2 separate regions of the Drosophila melanogaster genome follow, and region 1 is linked to region 2. The links are chromatin contacts, called in public targeted proximity ligation maps. All regions are on one chromosome and are shown on one strand. The core of a region is the stretch at or near the end of the contact, and the rest is flanking DNA. Distances in the headings are between cores, read along the strand shown. Region 1 holds the start of Lrch (Leucine-rich-repeats and calponin homology domain protein). Region 2 holds the start of mdy (midway).

What was found.
Region 1: a targeted proximity ligation map of the Kc167 cell line shows a contact between it and region 2, with 6 times the contacts expected there. A contact is called at or near these places in 8 of 107 Hi-C or Micro-C datasets (the Kc167 cell line, the S2 cell line, embryo and 2 more) and 2 of 7 datasets of targeted methods (both in the Kc167 cell line).

Annotation. Positions count from the first base shown.
Region 1 is chr2L:17,380,377-17,385,830 of dm6, forward strand. Lrch (Leucine-rich-repeats and calponin homology domain protein) reads right to left here and starts at 3,739. Exons shown (of 7, transcript NM_165212.2): 1 at 3,094-3,739. The coding sequence starts at 3,406. It overlaps CLIP-190 (Cytoplasmic linker protein 190), which reads left to right and starts at 4,324. Exons shown (of 17, transcript NM_165213.5): 1 at 4,324-4,463; 2 at 5,068-5,119; 3 at 5,185-5,454. The coding sequence starts at 5,255.
Region 2 is chr2L:16,812,045-16,817,952 of dm6, forward strand. mdy (midway) reads left to right here and starts at 4,616. Exons shown (of 10, transcript NM_165195.3): 1 at 4,616-4,995. The region is part of intron 1 of CG13280; the gene reads right to left. CG13272 reads left to right here. Exons shown (of 3, transcript NM_001273589.1): 3 at 1,420-4,025. The coding sequence ends at 3,749.

The DNA of each region.
Region 1 (5,454 bases), core at 2,489-4,988, 570 kb after region 2:
AATTACAGTTTTGTTATTAAATAAATAAATATTATTAAAAATTCAAACTTTGCCAGAGCTTAATATTGTTTATCGGTATTTTTAAACAAATCGAAGCTAAATGGACAAGTAAGGAAACGAAACTGCTTTTTTATAGTATGACACTGTGGATCCACTTAGTAACGATGGACACCAGGGGATTCCTTTTTTTGTGACAAATTGATCCAAAAGATTCTAAACGGCCTTTTTATGGCTATAAAATATCCAAGGGAGCGCCACTGTTAAACCGCTCAGTAACGAAGGACACCAGACGATCATTGCTGCTACATTTCCATACATATATATATATTTATTTTGAGTGAGTTTGTTATATTCTGAAACAGTTTTCGCTAAACTCCCTGTTTATGGCTATAAAAAGTCCAAGTGGGCAGCACCTTTGTCAGCTGCTGATTCCTAAGCCGGCGCCAACTTTGCGGTCTGCGCAGCTGCTGTTGCTGCTGCGAGTTGAAGTTGCTGCTGCATGTTGCTGCCGCTGCTGCTGCTGTTGCTACCTTCTTGCATTTGCTTGGGCTTCTCTTCTCACAATTTCTGCTGAGGCCAGCTGCAATTTTGTACCCGTTTTGCGCTTTTTCCTTCTCGATGCAATTACTTTAAACAATTTCCTGCTGTTGATTTTTCGCTTCACTCGATTGACTCTTTCTTGTGCCGTCCTTTGTCTAGGTTTTTGTTTATGGTTCTGTTTGATTTGCGTGACACGCGTGTTAATTAAACGCCCCAAAGGAATGCACAAAAGTGTGGCTACCTCCCACCCACACCGCAACAACAAATGATTTTAGGAAATGCTGACAGGCGCCTGCCCATTCCCCTTAATTTCATGCCATTTCGGGGGTTGCAAATGGCATGCGTGCAAATAAAGAAAAAAGAAAAATGGTCGGTGTATACACCCCCCCCCCCTCCCACATTTTTTCTGTTTCAGTTTCTTTGACTTTCTTTTGCTTTAGAATCATCGATTTCTTGGAAACTCGAAACCCTTGTGGTTGCAAGCCATTAAGGCTAAGAGCCGTTGCCACCTCTTAAAGTCCACCGCCCCCACTTGCGAAAACCCTTCGCCGAGGGTGGCTTCATTGTTCTCGAAGAGGCAATTTGTAGAGGTTCTTCGCTAGGGTGTATTTACAAATATTTTCCCCAAAGATTAACCCCTAACGAGAGGTTCAGCGTATCTCAATATTCCCCCTGTTTTCTATTTTCCACATGTCCATTCACACCAAAAATCCAGCATTTTAATTAGTAATTAGTCACGCCTTCGCAGTCGATGACTCAATTGCTGGTGAGAAAACGCATGAAACTTATTCGAAAATGAACGAAAAACCGGAAGCTCGTTGGCTCTCCATGTGGGGAAGGGTTTTCCAAAGAAGAAGGGATCGTTTCCCCATTTCGAACAAATAGCGCGTGGCCATAAGTCACGGATTGTCACAGCTTAATTCGAAAATCAAGTCACGTAGGCGGAAAACGGGGAGCGGAGTGGATTGGAAGGAAATTAAAAATATGTTTCCTAGGTTAGGGGGAGATTAAGTTTTATCTCTTTAAACACTTCTAGTATCCTAAATTTAATTGAAACCTTCCGAAATTTGTTACGTACTCTTTTCAATATCGAAGTGCATTGTTCAATTCAGTTTCATTAATTAGTCAATTTATGTTTGCTTTATAAAAATGTAATTTTAATTGAATTAATGGTAGACAAACTGAGAATTTTGTTTATTTTTGTTGCTCTTCAATTCCGGTATTATCCATCATCCAAGGCACTGGCTAAGTGGAATTTTTATTGAATTCTTTCCCTATTCTTTTACCAAATTAGTTTTCAATTTATGACACAATTTATTTTTATCTCTCTTCCACGGCAATTAATCTTCGCAGTCCAAAAATAAAAAGTTTCCTTCTATTCCAGACATTTCCACCGAAAATACATCAAAATACAGTGCGTCCTCTGAAAGGTGACATTCCACGTTCATAATAAGTCTTAAAATTAATAATAACATCTCATAGTTGGAATTTACTTTGTGTAAGTAATTAAAAGAAATAAACTAAAATAATTTTGTAGTTTATAATCTGTCTCGTTTCAATGAACATAATCTTCGATCTGTGAAGTATTGTTAGATGGAAAATTGCCATATCTCGCTTTTTCAGCGATTAGAATGACAACTAACCTTATCTACGTATCCTTTCGCCTTTCAGAGCGTTTACTGTATGTGTATACAACAAACACAAGTGAAAATCGATGAGAGACATGTCCCGTTGTGAGAACATCTGTTCGAGGGTAGCAGCAGCTGTGAGAGGGGGCGGGGTCCTGCGAGAGGGCGGTGAATTTTCTGGGTGGGTATTTCCCATTTACTATTTCTCCGCTGGTGCATATTTTTTGGTCCTAACAAAAACGAAAGTTGGTTGAACTTCGACAAAATTTTCGTGCCGGCTGCGGCGAAAATAAAAATAAATAAGGATAACACGAATAGTGCAAAGTGGCGAAGAGCGAATAACGGCGGTAATTATTGTCCTTGAGCGCAGTCCGAAAAGGGAGAGAATGGGAGAGCCGCAGAGAGAAAGAGCAGCTGATGGGAGGACAGAAAAGGAGGAAAAGGATGAACCTCCGACGGCTGCTGCAAATTATTGATTTTCAAGCAACAAAAGGAAAATTCGCCACTGCAATGGAGATGGAAAAACTTCGTTAGCTCACCGGCAACAAACCTCCTTTGCTTAAATGCCGCACCCTAAAGGTATACACATACGCCAAACATTTTCGATAAGCAACTAATTTAATTGCTTTATCAGTACTTGTACATATGTAAACTCTACTTTTACTTTTTCTGACGTCAAAAGAAAACTTTATAACTAACAATTTTCTAATCAACTTTAATACCATTTAACTTTGTAATATAAAAATGTATGCTTTTTCCAATAAAATGTTATTAACTTCGTACATTAAGTATTATTAAGAACAGTTTAAACTTTACTTAGGAAGTAATGAAAACCCAATTTTTTCCGGAGCTACGAAACCGGCTTGAAGAACACCTTTTCTTTGTTCTCCCTTACGAATATACACTATACAATAGCGGTACGCACCTGCGATGACAGTGTCGGTAAGTGAGTACTTCGTTCCAGTCCTGGGAAAGTCCTTCAGCTTGCGATTGGTCAGGATCAGTTCGCCGCTGAAGTGCGCTTCTTCCAGGATTCTTTCCAGGGAGCGCGTCAGCTGGGAATGACTAAGCAGGGCAGACGAGGTGGAGGAGGAGGTGTTTCCAGCGTGGCCTATTCCAGATCCCGATCCTGTTCCAGATCCTGGAAGGGAAGCCGACCCGCTGCCGATGGCGCTGCCAGCGGCGCTGCCGACGCCGACTGCGACGCTATGTAGGCGTTGGTAAACCGTTGCTGCCATTTCCCGTGTAGGCGTGGCGACACTTCCACACACTTGCACACACACACGCACGCGCTAAACTATCACACCGATAAGGAAACGGAGTGAAGTGCCGAAAGAAACCGAAACTGGAAACTAAATTTGCTCTATTGAAACGCACGCATCTCGATTATTTTTCATTTAGTGTACGTCTTCTTGGCTCATTGATAAGATTTCTCGGAATTGGATTTTCCTTTTGCGGCTTCCTTCTTGCTTCCTCTTCTTTGCCTCCTCGCACACACGCGCACTCACACACGCACAAGCTCACGCAGCAGACGAGCGACAGTGCACAACGAAAATCGAAAAACAACTGAATCGGTTTATGGGATGCTACTTGGGCAGCGCTGGAAACGTTGCTGTTAGTTTAAAATCGGCGTGCCTTTGAGTACTATCGATAAAATACCACAGTGCGCCGATGATACACTGGCTCCATTTTTATCGCAATTCGAAATGTCAACAATCTTACATTTTATAATGTAATGTAATGTTTGTTTATTCAGAATGATCTACCGTTTAGCATTTGCCCCTTCAAATTTAGGGCATTATTAGATTACTGAGTCGTTATTACACCGAAACATTTCATATAACTACTTAAAGAAAAAATGAACAAATGACCAGGTAACCTGGTATTGGAACCCGGCAATAAACTGGTTGAATATTAAAAAACCATGTTAGACTAAATTATAAATTCGTTAATTTGTCAGTTGTGTGGGCTCAGATCACAAATCTGAATAAGCTCAGCGACGCTTCCATTATTGGTGACATAATTTCATATTTTACATATTTATATTCACGAATAAATATTCGCCAATTTCCTACAGGGTGTTTTTGTATGACCGCATTACTCTAAAAATACCTCGGGAAAATATAGCCGCAACTATCGATTGGCGCGCTGCACTGGAGCTGTGCTACCATCGCTAACTCAGTGCAACAACAAAATTCCAACGCAACGCCAACTAAGTGCAAAAAAAATCTAAAATTTGTGTAAAATTGTAAAATCCCAATCGCGTATATTTCTAAATCGTATTCGCACAGCACAGTATGTAAAGCACTCCAGTTTATTTAAGTACTGTGTGTGTGTGCGGTAAACACACACCAATAAGAGTGCGTTTTCGCGTCCCTTTTCCCACCCTCTTCTAATGGTTCCCTCTTCTATAACTGTGTCAAATCAGCAGCAACAATAAAATATAGAACAGAGCTACAGCGTGCGTGTGTGTGTGTGTGAAATGCACAAATTGATAAGCAATTTGATTCAATTTAATCTTGTTTAAGTCTGATGAATATCAGCGCAAGCAGCCCAACACAAAATTATAAATAAAAAGTTACGAATTTATATAAATAGAATACCCTTGAGTGATTTTGTTAGTCGCATAAAATTAATTCAATACATATTTGTGTTCCGCATTTTTTGAAAATATAACGAAGTTCTGGCCAACGAGAGCAACAACAAAAAGCGGTCTTGTTTGTTTTTCAAGCTCAACGAAAAAAAGAAGAAAAGAAATCTGCTCTCAGTCAGCTGTTTTAAAGCAGCCGCCTAAGTGCGAGTGAGATAGCTGCCTGCGCGCCAAAATAAAGCAACAACAAAAGTGGAACAGTGGTTCAAAACCTAGCTAAAAATAAAAAAAATCCATTTATTTTTGTAGCAAAAATATAAAATAAAAGCAAATTAAGCGAATTATACATATATTTGTTAAGGTAAGTGATCAGCATTCCATTTATTTTACCAAAAATTATTCTTTTGCACTTGTTTTTCCCCCAAGTTTTTTAAATCGTTTACTTTTAATACGCGTGTGTCCTAATAAGTGAAGATTATTAAGAATAAAGTAAAAAATGAGTGATGATACGAGCGCTTCGGGCGGGACAAGTGCCCCTTTTCCATCGCCAGTTACTGCGGACCCGGAACCAGGAGCCACTGCCTCCAAATTACCGGGTCCCATCAGATCCAATATTCCCACGCCCGCTACTTCTGGTACCGGAATCCCGCAGCCCAGCAAAATGAAGGCACCATCTAGTTTTGGATCGACGGGTTC
Region 2 (5,908 bases), core at 3,366-5,865:
CGAATGAAAGTGAAAATCGTCTGGCAACATTGTTTCGTGGTCACAGGCAATTATGCAAGGATAAATGGGATACAGATGCATGTGCTCGATTGGCTGGGATTGGAGTGGCTCCGCTTAAGCCGAGCTACACATTGTAGGCAGAGCGCGCCCACCCATTATCAATGAAATGCAAAGGAAGGGCGAAACGACGCTGTGAATACCCTACAATATTAATAGGATTTTATCCCACCAATACAAAAGTAGATAAATATTATTGAATTCTAAGAAATCAGCCTGTTTTTTAATGTAATTAATTCATTTTCTGACAAAATCCTCTCAATGCGACATACTTTGTCTTCATGATGTGGACATATATTGTCATATTTAAATTATCAGACTAGCGAATCAATTGCCTTTCATGTAAGCCAATTGCCTTTCATGTAAGTTTGAAATGCCAATTGGTACAAGGAGATCAAGATGCCAGAGTGGCCATTTCCGCTTGTGTCAAGTGCATGTCCTCACGTCGAGGAGCTGGGAGCTTATAGCTCCGCATGCCTTTGCAACCGCTCAAATGGAAAGCGATTTGTCTGGTTTTAGCTAATAATTTATCAGGCCTCCGCATTCGCAGTCGTCGCCTTCGCCGCCTCTGCCATTTATTTTTCCTCAGCCCGTTGATCAGTCAATCAGGCAATGGCGAGCTAAAACCGAGCCGAAATCCAAGTCGACCCAAGTGGTTCCGATGAGTCTTTGTGTCTGTCTGGCTGTCTGTCTGTTTGCGGTGTTGATTGCCCGTGGTCGTGGCCCCCACTGATCAACGCCTGCCGGCGGAGGAGCCACCAAGTGTTGTCTGCCAGGTGGGCGTTGGGTATCACAGCTTATGGCGGCTTCACCTCTGACTTTGGCTTTATTAAGAGCCACATGGCGCGCAGATAAGCGGCTTGTGGCTGTGGTTTCGAATTCAAATGGAAGGCTCCCATCTAGCACTCTGTATGCAGGCATTAAAATCAATTTATGCAAAAATTACTTGAAAGCCATTTCAGTTAGATAGTCGCGAGAGAAGTTCGATGAGATAGGATGGGATTATTATTATTACTCCTTGGACCTCACCACTCTAGAAGGCACCATTAAACCACTTGCTTACTAAGGAATCCAATATTATCCAATACCAATTCTATCATCGCGATGCATGAAAATGCTAACAAAATAAATTCCTCTGGCTCCCCTCGCTATGAGCAACCAGGATGCCATCTTGGCCAAGTGACGGGACAAAAACATTTGTTAACACTTTAACGAGTTTGGCCATGGCCAATAACTCCGGGCTCTACGCTGAATCTCTAGCTTGAATGCCTACCGGCCAATTGGGGGGCAATTAAAGTTGCACTTGTAAAAGTAAATTGATATGGTGCTCAATCATCTACCCCTGCGTCTTCTCTTTCACAGCTCCACGACTGGACCCGAACAACAACAACGAGTGGCGTCCTCTTGGCCACGGGGATCCACTGCAAAAGGATCCCACCTACGACTACAGTCCGCCGGCCTTGGATCGAGTACGCTACTGGGCGGAGAACAACAGCACTGGTCAAAGTAATCCAGAGGCCAGGAAAAAGGAACTACCACCAGAGGTTCTTCGCAATAAAACGAAAAGTGAGGTACTGCTCCTTGGAGTGGCAAGTGATCGCGTTAGGGTACCCCACTCCCATTCGTATCCACCAGTTGGTGGCTTAGGCCATTATCAGCAGCACCACCAGCAGCAGCAACAGCAGCAGCACCAGCAACAAGCTAAATATGCGGCCATCCGGAGGAGCTACTATGCTCCCACCCAGCAACAACATAACCCACAAATGCCACAGCATACACATGCCCAGCAGCACATGCCGCCTACCCATTTGATGCCACCACCCATGATGATGATGAAATCAAGTGGTTCGTCCGTTCCTCCCATGGAATACAGGCACAGTATGATGGCCACGGGAGCGCCCACCTCTTACATGAGCCTCAACCATATGAGCTCTCCAACTACCAAACAAGCGATGACTTCCTCAGTGATTTACCATCAGCCACCAGCGATGAGCCACCACACCTCATTATCTTCTTCAACGCCTTGGATGACCAGTAGGCCACCATATCGTTTATCGTACTCAGATCCCCATCTGCAGGAATCCGTGCATACATACAGCTTTTCAAGGCCCCATCACCAGCAAACGATGATCTACTCGCCCAACTCTCTCCCAGGACATCAAAATGGATCAAAGACGGGTCTTAGGAAGCCGTGGCTCCATGAGCTACTCCAAAAAGAGGTGGTGGTAACGTCGAAGCCCAAGGTTAAGCCCACAATGCCAGCCACAAAATATTTGATGGGAACAACCAAGCCACATCAGCCACAACCATCTGTTGGCTTTGGCATGAGCTCCACCCGCCCTCCATTTACCTATGCACCCGTGACATTTGTGCCTGGTCCACCTACCATAGCCGTTCCGACTGTGGCCACTAGAAAAGAACCACAACCGGAAATCTATATCACACCCACGCCCCAAACAAGTAGCTCTGGTTTTAGACCCATGACGATGAGCAGCACTACCACCGTGGGAACCACTCAATCGACCATAACTACTCCTTTGTCCATTTATCAGCGAGCCAGCACAACCACCAGTAATCGTTTACTGATCCCCCAGACGAGCAATCTAGCGCAGAGACCCACAGTGGCTCCTGCTCCCAGTGAACCCACCACAGACTCTCTTTTCTCGCACTACAAGCAACCACCGAAACCGCTACTAGGACCCATGTACCTCATCATCGAGGGTCATTCGAAAGTGAAGACCTACGGTCAAAATGAATTGGATCCACATAGTCCGAAGATAGTGCCGGTTATCTCCAAGAGGGAACCAGTAGTTAGGATAGCCGATCCTAATGAGAAGAGGGGAACTGTGGAGTCCTATCAGGTAAAACATTTGCACACCAAAACAACACCAATGACAACGACAACCACGACTAATAAGCCCACTACCATGAAACCTACGACGACAAGGGCGCCTGAAAAAACTCCTATATATAGCACCACCACTAAGGCTCCAGTAGTAAGCACTAGCACTACAACCGTTGCCACCGCTACGAAAACCACAACTTCAACAACCACTAAAGTGCCCATAATCAGCACCACCCCTTTAATTCCACCACAACCCACTCCAGAAAAGCCAAGCGGTGTAAACGATCTGCTTAGTCTACTGGACAATATGTTTGCCGATGCCCAAAAGATGGGCTCATCCACTGATTTACCTTTGGTAGCAAGTTCTACTACCAGCACTGTGCTGAGGCCAGTTAGCACCAAGTTGTTGCCGCAGCAACCGGAACCTAGGATATCCAGTAAAGGGGCGGGCATAGAGAGTCTCCTTAAAGATGACACCCATGAAGATGACGAAGCTGGCGAAGGTCTGGGGTCAACGATTTCCACTGAAACACCACCTCGGGCAACACGTCAGGTATTTGACTATGATCAATTGCCTGAGTCACGGATTAAAGACGGGGTCACCACCAGTGATGATATTATGGAATACAATGATGAAGATGAGGAGGAGGGCATTGAGGATGATAATGAAACGGTTACTGAAAATGATGAGGATGAGGAGGAGGAGGAGGAGGCTGAAGAGCCAAACAATTTACTCAAACGAATCGATCAATTTGTGGATGATGTGGATGATGGGGAAGACGACTTGGAGGATCTTATCGAGGGTCTGGAGGAGGACGAGATCGACGAGAGGCGACAGCAGCATTAGCCCAAAACAAGCATTTTTCTTGAACTGCGCTCTATACCAAATCTATCAGAAACTTTTTCTCACGCCTAATACGTTCTTGTACATAAGTCAGCTTTAATTGAATCTGTATTTATTTGTTGTTAGTTGTTAGGCCCTGCTGGCGTCACAATGTGACTGCGTTCTATACCCAATGTAATTCGAGCAAAGAGTTTTCGTTGTGTAATTAAGCATTAAATTATTGAAATTTTTCTACGTTTTTTAGTTGTTAAGTGTGAAAATAAAAAAAAAACCAAAACGAAATACGATATACGATATACGAAAATAAAATACAATAGAGCCATCTATTGGGGAGATCAGTCGATTGCGCCACCTTGTGCGCGACAAGCGGGACCTGCACTAGAGAGTCTTTGTCTTTCTACACAAATATTAAAAAAGGGGTAAGTTAAAATACTGATGGATAATCCAAACATATTATCTCATTGAAAAGTATGTCTATACCCTTAATGCTCACTGGAAATAATTATACATTAATGAATAACACAGTCGTTTTTCTTTTCTATGAATAATAATAATTTTGCGTTTCAAATGTACCGCCAAATTTCCTTCCAGTAAATATCGATCGTTCACTGTTCGATACCGATAGCCAAAGTTTATCAGACAGTGCTGACATGTTAGCGGAAAATATGTAAGCAAAATTCAAATTGTTTCTGAGTATTCATTAATACAATATTATTACTTATTACTGTCTTTAGGATGAAAACTATTGACGATTGTAGCTCTTACTGTTTTATCATGAAAAAATCGTGAAAAAATCATTTTCCCGCTCAACTCCGGACATCACTGATGTCGAGCCTATTGCTTTGTTTATTTCCAGTTGTATTTTCCAAGCGTCAGTTGAGAACTCGTCGTTGAAGCGTGCGGTTTACGGTAAAAAGAGGCCGCTTCCAGTACGTGAAAATAAGTCTGCTCTTGTTGAAAGAAACAACAAAAACTTGCCAATTGGATTAAATTGTGTGCAAGGTGTGCTAAACTGAGTAGACAAATAATATATTATTAACTAGGTACAAACAATACAAGGCACACAAAGTTCCCAGAGTTCAAGTAAAAAATTAAACGATCAGTGTGATATTTTTTTGTGTGTTTGTTTACGCTTCTTCGGCGATCTTCGTTCTCTGTCTAACTCTCGCTTTTGTTTGAAGTTTTCGATGGCGGAGTAATGAACTTGAGCGAATAAGAAGAAGATCTGCAAGTGCAGTTGTTCCAATCGGTAATGTGTTTCTGGCACCCACTGAAAAGAAAACAAAAACAACAAGTGGCAAACACGTGCAGTGTGATTTGGTGACTCAAAGCCCATTAAAGCGGCTAAATTTTATGAGAACAGCAGCTAAGCAGATAAAAAACAAGATATACCTAACAACAAATCGTATATAGACGAATACGGAGGCTTTATTTTTGCATACCATATAGCCATCATAAATTAGTGAAACTATCTCCGCCTTCCCTTGAATTGAATGAGCGTTGATAATGTCTATATAACTAAATGTGTGAATGCGTGTGCATATATTTGACCAATGGCTGTATAACCTTGATCCGGGCATTGCGTCGCAAACTAAAAAAAAAAAAACAAAAAAAAAAACATTTCCGAAATGTGGCGGCGTCGTCTCCATCAAACAGAAAAAGCCAAACAGTAAAAACCAAACAAACTTCTATGCCAAAAAACCGGTTTATGCTGAAAACCCAAACAGAGAGCACTTCTGACCGGAGATAAAATGACCCAGCAAAAGAGAGAGCTTGTGTCTGGTTGGGAAAACAAATTCCATTCCACTTAGAAATTATCAGTGGCACGGCAAATGTCAGAATCCGGCTGATAAGAGCATTGTTGTTTCATTCTGATTAGAGGAAGCCGGCGAAATTTTTGTGTATTTTTCCTCTCGATAATTTGTAGGCTACAGTGAAGCTTGTCATGGTTAACTTCACATTACATTAAACTTAACATGGTGTCTTTAAAAATGCGGTTTATGTTTGAAATCAATTATAAATATTTCATTCTCCAAAGTTAGATTGATTCCAGCAAAAACGCCTCATAGAATTTCGACTCTAGCTGGTATGCATCCGTTTTACATGGTAAGGGGCAAGAAAATTGTGATTAGGGTGGCCCAGCCAGACATGTCTACCCTGGC